Linked DNA regions of Macaca mulatta: region 1 is linked to region 2. The links are chromatin contacts, called in public Hi-C maps. All regions are on one chromosome and are shown on one strand. Each heading gives the region's core, a stretch centred on a gene start, on an enhancer-like site or on the middle of the called end of the contact. The rest is flanking DNA. Distances are from core to core; before and after follow the strand shown. Region 1 holds the start of COPG2 (COPI coat complex subunit gamma 2). Region 2 holds the start of KLHDC10 (kelch domain containing 10).

What was found. Hi-C and Micro-C count contacts between places; a contact is called where the count stands out from the background.
Region 1: a contact with region 2 is called in a Hi-C map of fetal cortex germinal zone, with 2.7 times the contacts expected there. The contact joins the promoter of COPG2 here to the promoter of KLHDC10 in region 2. A contact is called at or near these places in 2 of 14 Hi-C or Micro-C datasets (CD4 T cells and fetal cortex germinal zone).

What each region holds. Positions count from the first base shown.
Region 1 is chr3:170,357,611-170,363,068 of T2T-MMU8v2.0, forward strand. It overlaps COPG2 (COPI coat complex subunit gamma 2), which reads right to left and starts at 1,466. Exons shown (of 24, transcript XR_013415556.1): 1 at 1,350-1,466; 2 at 214-266. It overlaps TSGA13 (testis specific 13), which reads right to left. Exons shown (of 7, transcript XM_077997351.1): 6 at 4,414-4,526; 7 at 1,646-1,901. The coding sequence ends at 1,732.
Region 2 is chr3:169,749,655-169,754,415 of T2T-MMU8v2.0, forward strand. KLHDC10 (kelch domain containing 10) reads left to right here and starts at 1,619. Exons shown (of 10, transcript XM_077997333.1): 1 at 1,619-1,798. The coding sequence starts at 1,729.

The sequences.
Region 1 (5,458 bases), core at 216-2,715, 610 kb after region 2:
AACCTGTAACAGTCTTCATGTCTTTGCATTTCTATAAGCTCTAAATTCTCGTGTGACAAGTAACCCCTCTTCCTTTTCCCTTAAATCTATATTCCCTAAACTCTGTTACGTTCCTTATTTTGGGTGTTGTGATCACAGTAGCCCAGGAATTCGCTGCCCACCACTCTAAAACAGAATAGAAAAGAAAAGGCACAAAATGCTTCCCAGTCATACCTCCTGTAAAACAGCACTCTTCTCCAGATGCTGGAAAGGATTTGAGCCACTACCTATGTATAAAACAAAAAAATGTCCTGAATAGCTGTTTTACACAAACTTATGTATTTTCCAGAGAAGGGTACTGAATGCTTGGTAAGTGAACACTTGGATGGCACAGTGATAATCATTGCTAATATGCATACAAACTAAATGAAATCATTCTGATCCTGGCTCCGTCACTGCCACACTCGAAGAGCTGAGACTTCTCTTTTGCAGCAACCCTCTCCAAAATGAGTGTCTTCTTTCCCTGCCCTCTTTTTCCATGAATGTTACATATGTGTCATTTCCACAACGAAGATTAATGAGATTGTGGTAGGGTGCTTCTGATTTCCTTAGGTAAGCACTAGTTTGTGTGTTTCTAACACTTAAGGAGAGGCAGAAACGAAGTTTCCCAGAGAATCACGCAGACGTAAACCTTCAAGAGGTCGTGGAGGTTGATTAACCCAACCCCCTCTCACACCGTGGGAGATGCTACCAAACACTGGGATTTTTTTCTTTTTGAGGATGCTTGGCATCTTCCCCATTTGCTCTGGACCAAAGACGGGTATCAAAACGCAGGTCACTTCTGGACGCCTGAGCATTCAACGAGCTCTGTCCCAAGGCACAGTCTTACCCCCGGGGAACCGGACAGAGCCTGGGGTCCCAGGAAAACGATAAGGTACCAGGCACCTGAATGTTCCTCCACACACACACCCTGTGCCGTCGACCCCAGCCCCGGGAACAGGGTGCTCCCACTCGGGGTCCGACCCTACCAGTACCCCTGGCCGCGGAGACGCGCGCACGCTCTCGCCCCCGCCGGGGGCCCGCGCGAAGGGGCGGAGGCGGCTCGGAGCGGATGCGCCGCAGCAGGAGCGGGGCGCGCGCGGGCGCCGGGGCGGGAGCGCGCGGCCCGAAGGGAGGCTCCGGCGCCTGGGGGAGGGGCTACGGGCAGGCCCCCGGCGGCCGCGAGGGGAGGGGAGGGGCCGGCTCCAGCTCCGGCCCCCTGGCACGCCGGCGCCCACGCCCCCAGCCCCGCCGGCCCGAAAGCAGGTGGCGGCGGGCGGGGGAAGGGGCGTCCCGCGGCTGAGGGTGGGCCTCGGAAGCCCCGCGCGTACCAGACTCCTCGTCCTTCTTGTCGAATTTTTTAATCATCTTGGACGACTTCCCAACGCCCAGACCCACCGCAACCGTCCCAGGCGCCGCAGCCGGAGAGCGGAAGAGGCTGCAGGAAGGCCGGCCCCGCGCTCTCACGCCGGTTGGGCCGCCGCGCCGTCACTCGGGGCCAAGGCCCGCCCTCCCCGGCCTCCCTCGTCCCCCGGGGACGCAACCACGCCCTCTCCTGCTTCCGCAGCCGCCGGAGGCTTGGGCCAGACCCTCCCGGCCCGTGACCCGGGAGCCCACGCCCGCAGCAGCAGGAATGTGGTTTTATTTGGTTGGCGACCTCTGCGGACCCCTGAGTCTCAGGAGAGCGAGGCGGGAGGACTGAGGGTTCTGTGTTCACCCGATGACCGTGGCCTTTTTGATAATCCACTGCGGGGCCCTCCCGTTGCGGAAGGCGCTCTCCCCGGGCGCGGTTCTGGTGGGCATCTCTTCCAGGAGCGATGCGAGTGTCAGTGGTTCCCGAATCACCTTGGAAATCGGCCTTTCACTCGCTGACTTCTTGGAAGCTACGACAAAGCACAGGCACCCTGGTGAACGTGGCTTTTCAGAAGTACTCGAAGGATGCTTAATGTGAGATATGAAGGAGACCCACTTGAAGGGACCTTTAAAGGCTGGTCTTTAAAGATTTCGGACCGTGTAATACCATTCCCAACCTATTTTATAGTTTTTGGATTCCTTCATTTCATCAAAACCCAGTGTAAAACACACTGCCTGTTTAGAGCCTTCTTTGTTCAAGCCTACTTCTTTCAGTGATTCCGTCTGACACCATATTGACACTTAAGAAACTCTCTAAATTAACGTGCATTCATTCCTAACTCATGTTCCTCTTTCTGAGTGTATGCTGGCTTTCTGTTCTCTTGTCTAAGAGCGTGGCTAAGAAACTTTGCCTTTGGCTTCAGTGGCATTACTGTTTAGAAATGTAAATTGAGTCTATACTCAACAGGATCGTGCCCCTGCAAAATTAGAGAAATTCTAACCTAGATTACATTCTACATCCTAGGGAAATTCTTTCCCTTAAATATAGATTTAAGATGAACTGTTGATATCCTACATATGGTATCATTTAAGATTTACCTCCGGCTTGGCTAAATGTACTATTATTAACTACTATGTTTGCTTTATATGGCTTGTAAAGTTCAAGTTATACTTTGTAGGTGGAGTTTTCCTTGAAGGAAATAGAAGTCTGCACGCATTTATTCTGGAGGTGAAAATAAATAGGCTTTGGGGAAGGAAACATCCTCTTCCTCTTCCTTGGCCCAAGAGTATTGGGAACCTAGGCAGACACAGTGTAGATAATAGGCCCAGAGGTTCCCAAGAATGGGTAATGCCCCGGAGACCTGCTGGGAAGTAGAAGGACCTGAGTTCACATTTGAAGCTGACCCTAAGACTAGCCCCTTGTAAAGCAAGATAAATCATTCTCTGCTGTTCTTCAGCTTTTCTGTGTATCTATGAAGTTTTGTTTAATACCACAGGTTGGTTTTAGCTGTGCAGTGTTTACGGAATTAAGAGCAGCAGTAGGTGAAAATGGGGTGGGGTGTGGTGGCAAATAGGTATAGCAGGAGCAGAGAAGCCTGAAGAAGCCAGTTAAGGGATGGTATAATATGACTCCAGGTCTCTGGTATCAGGACTATTGGGACTGAGGATGGCTGGCAAAGGGGTTGAGCAATCACTACAATGGCTTTGTGGGAAAGGCAAGGATACTTTAGGGAGTCTCCGAAATTGCTTGAGGAGAGAAAGCTAGTAGGAGAAATGAACCTTGTCTTAAAACCATGAGCTGGTGAAGTCTGAGGACCCACCAATTATGTATCTAATCACAAATGTGTACTCAGTGCCCTGAAATTCTTCATTGGGTCCAAACTGCCTACTGAATAAAATCCAAACCCTTATTTAAATAATAAATTTAAGGCATTGTGGTATTTTTGATATTTTGTTATTGTTATTTTTGTTATTTATGTTTTGTTATTGTTGTTCGTTTTTCAGACAGGGTCTACTCTGTTACCCAGGCTGGAGTGCAATGGTACAATCACAGCTAACTGCAACCTTAAACTCCTTGGCTCAAGCGATCCTCCTTCCTCCAGCCCCCCAAGTAGCTCAGACTACAGGTGCATGCCACCACACCCTGTTAATTTTTTAAAATTAATTTTTGTAGAGACAGGATCTCACTATGTTGCTCAGGCTAGTGTCAAGCCCCTGGCCTCCAGCAGTCCTCCTGCCCCAGCCTCACAAACTGCTGGGATTACAGACACCCCCAGCCTCTCAAGGCCTTTTATAATCTGTTTCATCTCTTTCACATATTGAAAGTGCTATTGTTGGTGCTTGATAAATGTCTAACACTTAGTAGGAACCCTAGAAATACTGTTAAATAAATGATAATACATGAGGAGGATTCTCATTGTACCCTCTGCCATACAACTTTATTCCAGGCCCCTTCTACCCCATTCCCTACCCCAATCCCAGAGACTTTTATACCTCTAAGACGCACAGACTTATCCTTTGGCCCTTTTAGAGCAGTTTCTTCTTCAAAGTATAATATGCATACCACTGGGTGGTTCTAGGTGATACATAGATAAACATTCTAAAATTTCATTATTATAAATTTGACTTAAGTGTTTCAGAAAAACATATAATTTGTACATCAAAACCATGATGTCAATGATACAGTATTAATTAGGACAAGAATTTTTTAAAATCCTTTTGAAGAAAAATGCTAAGTAAATTAACAGAGCAAATAATACATCAATGTGGCAAAAACTCTTAAAGTGCTGGGTGATATAGCTTAGTAAACACTGCTAGAGTTTTCTTGTAATTTGAGGATTTAAACAGGGTCGGAAGCTTTGCACCTCTTGAGCCTCTATTTGTTATTAGCTTCCATGCTATAGGGAAAAATAGTCTCCAGGACTACCACGAGAGAAGCCAGTTTGCCACATCTATAATCCTCATGGATTGTATCTCCAGCCCACATCTCAGTCCAGTAAGCCTTTGCTTTGGAAGAGAGAAGCTTACCATCTTTCCTCATACCTCTCTCATGGACTGGAGCAAAGGTGAGCTGAGGGTACGTTTTTTTCTGCATCCTCAAAGCGTAGACTTTTGAATACTTCCCTTCGCTCTTGAAATCATTGTCGGTGGAAAACCTTAACAAAGAAAGTTCTTTGTTTAGTAGATCCTAGGGCGGGCGGATTCATGGAACCATTCACTTTATATTTTATTTTATGTATTTACTTTGAGACACGAGTCTTGTTCTGTCACCCAAGCTGGAGTGCAGTGGCATGATCTTGGCTCACTGCAACCTCTGCCTCCCAGGTTCAAGCAATTCTCCTGCCTCAGCCTCCCAAGTAGCTGGGATTATAGGCACTTGCCACCACGCCTGGCTAATTTTTGTATTTTTAGTAGAGACAGTTTTCACCATGTTGACCAGGCTGGTCTTGAACTTCTGAGCTCAAGTGATCTGCCCACCTTGGCCTCCCAAAGTGCTGAGATTATAGGCATGAGCCACTGTGCCTGGCCTTCACTTTAAAGTTGGCTATATTCTCGGAGAAGACAAGACAATGATAGGAGGCTGTTGATTGGTGCCAAGTAGGCGTATTGTTCCATGGCAAGGGGTGCTTCTGAACTTAGCACTGTAAATAAACCTTTGGAGGAACTCCAGAATCTCTTCTCTCCTCTCTAAACTACACATAGGCTGCTCTTGTAAGTAGTTTCAAATAAAACCTCTTTTGACTAATGTGTTCTCATAGCACATTGTTCCTGTGATATAGCTCCTAACTTGTACTGAGGGTACTTTTTTTTTTTTCCTGTTTCTTCAAAGCACAGACCTTGGAATATTTCCCCTCAATCTCGAAACCATTGCTAATGCAAAACCTTGGTTTTGCATGACTGTTTCTCTTTGATTCGAGTGTAAGTGAGGTTAGGGTCATGTAGGGGAAGTTGTATCTTATCATGCAGTTGTACAACCAAAGAGTATGTCATTAAATTTATTCCAAGCCCCTTCTACCCCATTCCCTACCCCCTTCTACCCCATTCCCTACCCCAATCCCAGAGACTTTTATACCTCTAAGACACACAG
Region 2 (4,761 bases), core at 369-2,868:
CACTTTGGAAGGCTGAGGCAGGTGGATCACCTGAGATCAGGAGGTGGAGAACAGCCTGGCCGACATGGTGGAAACCCATCTCTACTAAAAATATAAAAATTAGCCAGGTGTGGTGGTACATGCCTGTAATCCCAGCTACTTGGGAGGCTGAGGCAGGAGAATTGTTTGAACCTGAGAGGCAGAGGTTGCAGTGAACCGAGATCATGCCTTTGCACTCCAGTCTCAGCGACAGAGCAAGACTCCGTCTCAAAAAAAAAAAAAAAAAAAAGTTAACATATATTGTTTTTCATATTTTAGAACCACAGGCTTTTTTTTTTTTTTTTTAAAGTCTCAAACATTTCATAAGTAGTGTGCTATGGTGCTAGTAGCTAAAACATCTCTGCCTACAGGGACTGGAAGTAAGAAAACAAGGAGGCAGGGCCAGTGGCGACCAGAAATTTGCACACCAGGACCAAAGGGTATTTGTCCTCAGCTCCAGCAGAATTTCTTTTTTCCCCTGCAACCATGAAATGTTCTTCTAATGCAAAAGAAAAAAAATCTGTCACATCTAAGGACCTTGAAAAGTTTTGTTTCCCTTGAGGAATTTGATATGCTTTTTCCATATCATTTAGAAACATCAGTGTGTAGTCTGTTTTCCCAGTTTGCAATGCGCCCAGTAAGTCTCAAGCCAAAATTTCTGTTTAATTTTGGAACAATAGGACTCCTGATCGGCACATCGAAAGTTTTCTTTGATCTTGATCTTCCATACCCGTTACTGCCTTTTATTTAATTTTACATTTCCTTTTGATTATATATCTTCCAAGCTGATTAAAATTTTCTACTAGCCAAAAGGAGTTTGAGTGAACAAAAATATTTACAGAGCCATCAGCCATCTATGAGAATACCTTTTTCTTGGCATTCCACACACTGCCGGGTGTTATTTGAAAAATCTTTACTGAGGTAATAAGCCAAAAATGGTTTCTCATTGGGGTTTTATTTTGTATTTCTAAGATTACTGGTGAGAGTGAGCATTTTCCCGTATTTGTTAACCAGGTTTAAAACTGTTTGATTGGGACGTGGCTTATACAGGGACGAGTGCAGTTAATCCGACTGAAAGACAAATGAAACCCAGGAATATCTGGTTCTTACATTTTAACTTTGACTCCGCCCCGGGTCCCCTCACCCACCCCGACCCCAAGCAAGCCCTTTGTGTCAACTGTCAGGGAATGGGATCTCAGTCTGAAAAGCTGGCAGAATACCGTATTGCCCCCAAATATGTGTATTATGCTTATATCCAGTGTCTGATTGCAATGTTTACAGGAAAGAGTTCCTGAACCCTAACCAAACCTGAGGCACTGGCCGTCGCCGTGTTTCCGCAGGCGCGGCCTCTGACACTCGGCCTTCGATTGGCCCGCCTGGTCCCGCAGGAGTCGGGGTGACGCCGGCCAGCCCAGCGCGGACGATGAGAGCGAGGAGTGGCTGCTTCTGCCTTTCTCTCTCCCCACTTTTTTTTTTTTTTAGCCATAGCTATGGTTACCACGTTTCTCTCCGCCTCCCTCCACCTACCAAGAAAACGACTGACCATTGGCTGCCTTTCACCAAGGCGGTAAGTCATTGGTCTCTGGTGGGACCGGGCGCTGCCCCCTTCCCCTGTCTCCTGGGTCTCTGAAGGAGCCCAGGAAGGAGGTTCCGCTGGTGCCGCCGGGTCAGGCGCTGACGGGACCGGGCTGCGGCAATCGTTAGCGGGTCATGTCGGCCGCCCAGGGCTGGGACAGGAACCGCCGGAGGGGAGGAGGCGCCGCCGGCGCTGGTGGCGGAGGTAGCGGGGCCGGCGGGGGCAGTGGGGGCAGCGGGGGTCGGGGGACTGGCCAGCTCAACCGCTTCGTGCAACTCTCCGGGCGGCCGCACCTGCCAGGTGAGTCGTGGGACAGGGTCCTGACCGCTTGCGGGCGCGGCGGGCGGGAAGGTGACTGCTACCTTTTCTTTTTCTCCCTGGCTTTCTTTTCCTTGGGAGGAGGAAAGGCAGGCCCCACGCATAGCAGAGAGACTGGGGATCAGAGAAAAGGGAAGGTGTCTTTGAGGTCAGGGAGGGAACAGGAGCACAGCGAAGAAAAGTATCTTTGCTCTGTTGAAAGCTCTGTACTGAGAGTTGTGTTTTCTTTTCAAAGGAGAGGCCACTGTCTCATTGACATTTCCAAATGTTTCTGTTACTCGGTTCCCAATCTCTTCCCCTTCCGCAGTTTGATCTTGTAAATGAAAGACATTGGCGCCTAGCTGTGGGAAATTATTTCAAAAAGGGTGCCAAGTTAAGGAGAGAAGAGGGAAGCGCATTCCAAGGAGTGATTTTGTAAAAACTACCCGGGGTGTGTGTGTAAGAGGCATTCTGAAACAGAAGAAAGGGGTGGGGGAGTGTTGGCTGGGAGTGTATGGGAAAGAGAACCTACAGAATTAGGGAAAACTAGTTGGATTATTAATATTTTGGAATGTCCAGAGACAGAATGGATAATGGGGTCTAGGTTTTAGGGGAGAAAGTGAAGATCAAAAATATACCTAGTGACAAAATTATGCTGTGTTTACGATATAAAAACAACTAAGAATTGGAAAAATGTACCCCATACCATTATTTCACATTTTGGTCTACAGTGCTGTAGTCTTGAGTTCAGATGCTTTTGAAAACAAAATAAAATCAAGTGGCTATGTATGTGTAGACAATTTTAAAGAGGTACGTTTGTAATCGAATATTCAATCTAGTAGAAGGAAGGTAGGGAATTAAATAATGCACAGAATGTCAAATATCCCACTGGGCAAGCCTATTTTTACTATGAAAAGAACTATCAGGAATGATGTGTTAATTATTCATCGTGTTTTTTTGTGAATAATATTGATTATATTAGTGATATATTTGTTTAGCTGATGAGTTTTGAGAACATGATGAATTGATTTTTTTGAATTGTACTTATGACTGTGCCTTATACTTCTAAGTAGTCAAAAATTATTATTTGATTAAATTGAAGATGACAAAGGAAATTAATTTAGCACATTTAATGAGACAATTGCTTATGTTTGTGATGAGGTTATTGATGTGTGCTAGAAATGTACATTACACCATTTATATGCGCCATTAAAATTAAATCGAGGCATTTGTAAGTAATCATATAATATACCAGAAGTTGGGTTTGAGATGTTAATATCAGACTGGGCGCCCTAGAATTTCCAAATATATGATCCTTAACATGAAAAAGAAAAAAGGAGCAATCTTTATTCTTACTCCCAATTAACAATACAAACTTAGATTTTTGTGTATTGACAGCTTAGAAGATGGAACTCTTAGCAAGCACTGTCACCAGTTTGCCCTCTTCTACTGTAATCTTTAGGTCTTTGATCACGGATTAATTGTACCATGGGCTTCATGTAGGCATTCCTAGGTTCCTAGAACCTGGTTGGTGCACTTCCTCACTGCAACCACGTGATGGCAGTGGAAGCCATGATTTCTGCTAAGGGGCTTCAGTGTGGAGCTATTTCTGCATTCCCTTAGCACACAAGACCAAGAACAGCCATTTATCCGGAGGTAAAGATAAACGTGTCTAAACTGTGAAAATTTGTAAAGTGGGGTCATCAGTATCTTTTTTCTGCTTCCCTTTTCTCTTGATTGACACTTCATTGCTCCTTTACTCATTCTCAAAACTGGGACACATCTGATATCTCAGTGTATTATATAGTTTGAAATTCTTTCATACTAATTCTTTATTCTCCTAGGTATTGCATTTTAAGCCTCTCCCTTTTCTTGTATTTTGATAGATTTTGAAAGATTTTAGGTGATGGGGAGGAGTAGGATGTCTAGGCTTGGTTGACGGGCCTTGGAGATAAAACCTTTTTTTAAAAAAATTAATTAATTTATTTATTGAGATGGAGTCTCGCTCTGTCCTCCAGCCTGGAGTGCAGTGTCGCCATCTCAGCTCACTGCAACCTCCGCTTCCTGGGTTCAAGCAATTCTCCTGCCTCAGCCTCCTGAGTAGCTGAAATTACAGGCACCTACCACCACGCCTGGTTAGTTTTTGTGTTTTTAGTAGAGACAGGGTTTTATCATGTTGGCCAGGCTGGTCTTGAACTCTTGAACTCAGGTGATCTGCCTGTCTCAGCCTTCCAAAGTGCTGGGATTACAGGCGTGAGCCACCTTGCCCAGCCAAAAAAAAATTTTTTTTTAAAGTGTACTGTAGCAACTGGTCATGATGGCTTATGTCTGTAACCCCAGCACTTTGACAAGCCAAAGTAGGAGGATCGCTTGAGCCTAGGAGTTCAAGGCCAGCCTGGGCAACAAAGCAAAACCACATCTCAAGTTAAAAATTAAAAACAAAAAAACAAACAAAAAAAACCAACTCTGCTATAGCTCACTCTCTCTCTCTTTTGACCTCTAAATCCCAATTGGCCTTTTTTTTTTTTTTTTTTTTTTTTTGAGACAGTCTCACTCTGTGGCCCAGGCTGGAGTGCAGTGGCACGGTCTTGGCTTACTGCAACCTTTGCCTCCCAAAATCTAGCAATTCTTCTGTCTCAGTCTCCCAAGTAGATTAGAGGTGTGGGCCACCGCATCCGGCTAATTTTTTGTATTTTTGGTAGAGATGGGGTTTTGCCGTGTTGGCCAGGCTGGGCTCGAACTCCTGGCCTCAAGTGATCCTCCCGCTTCAGCCTCCCAAAGTGCTGGGATTACAGGCGTGAGTCACGGCGCCCAGCCAGCCCCGTGTTCCATTTTTCATCCTTGTCTACCAAGACTTCCAGTTACTGACC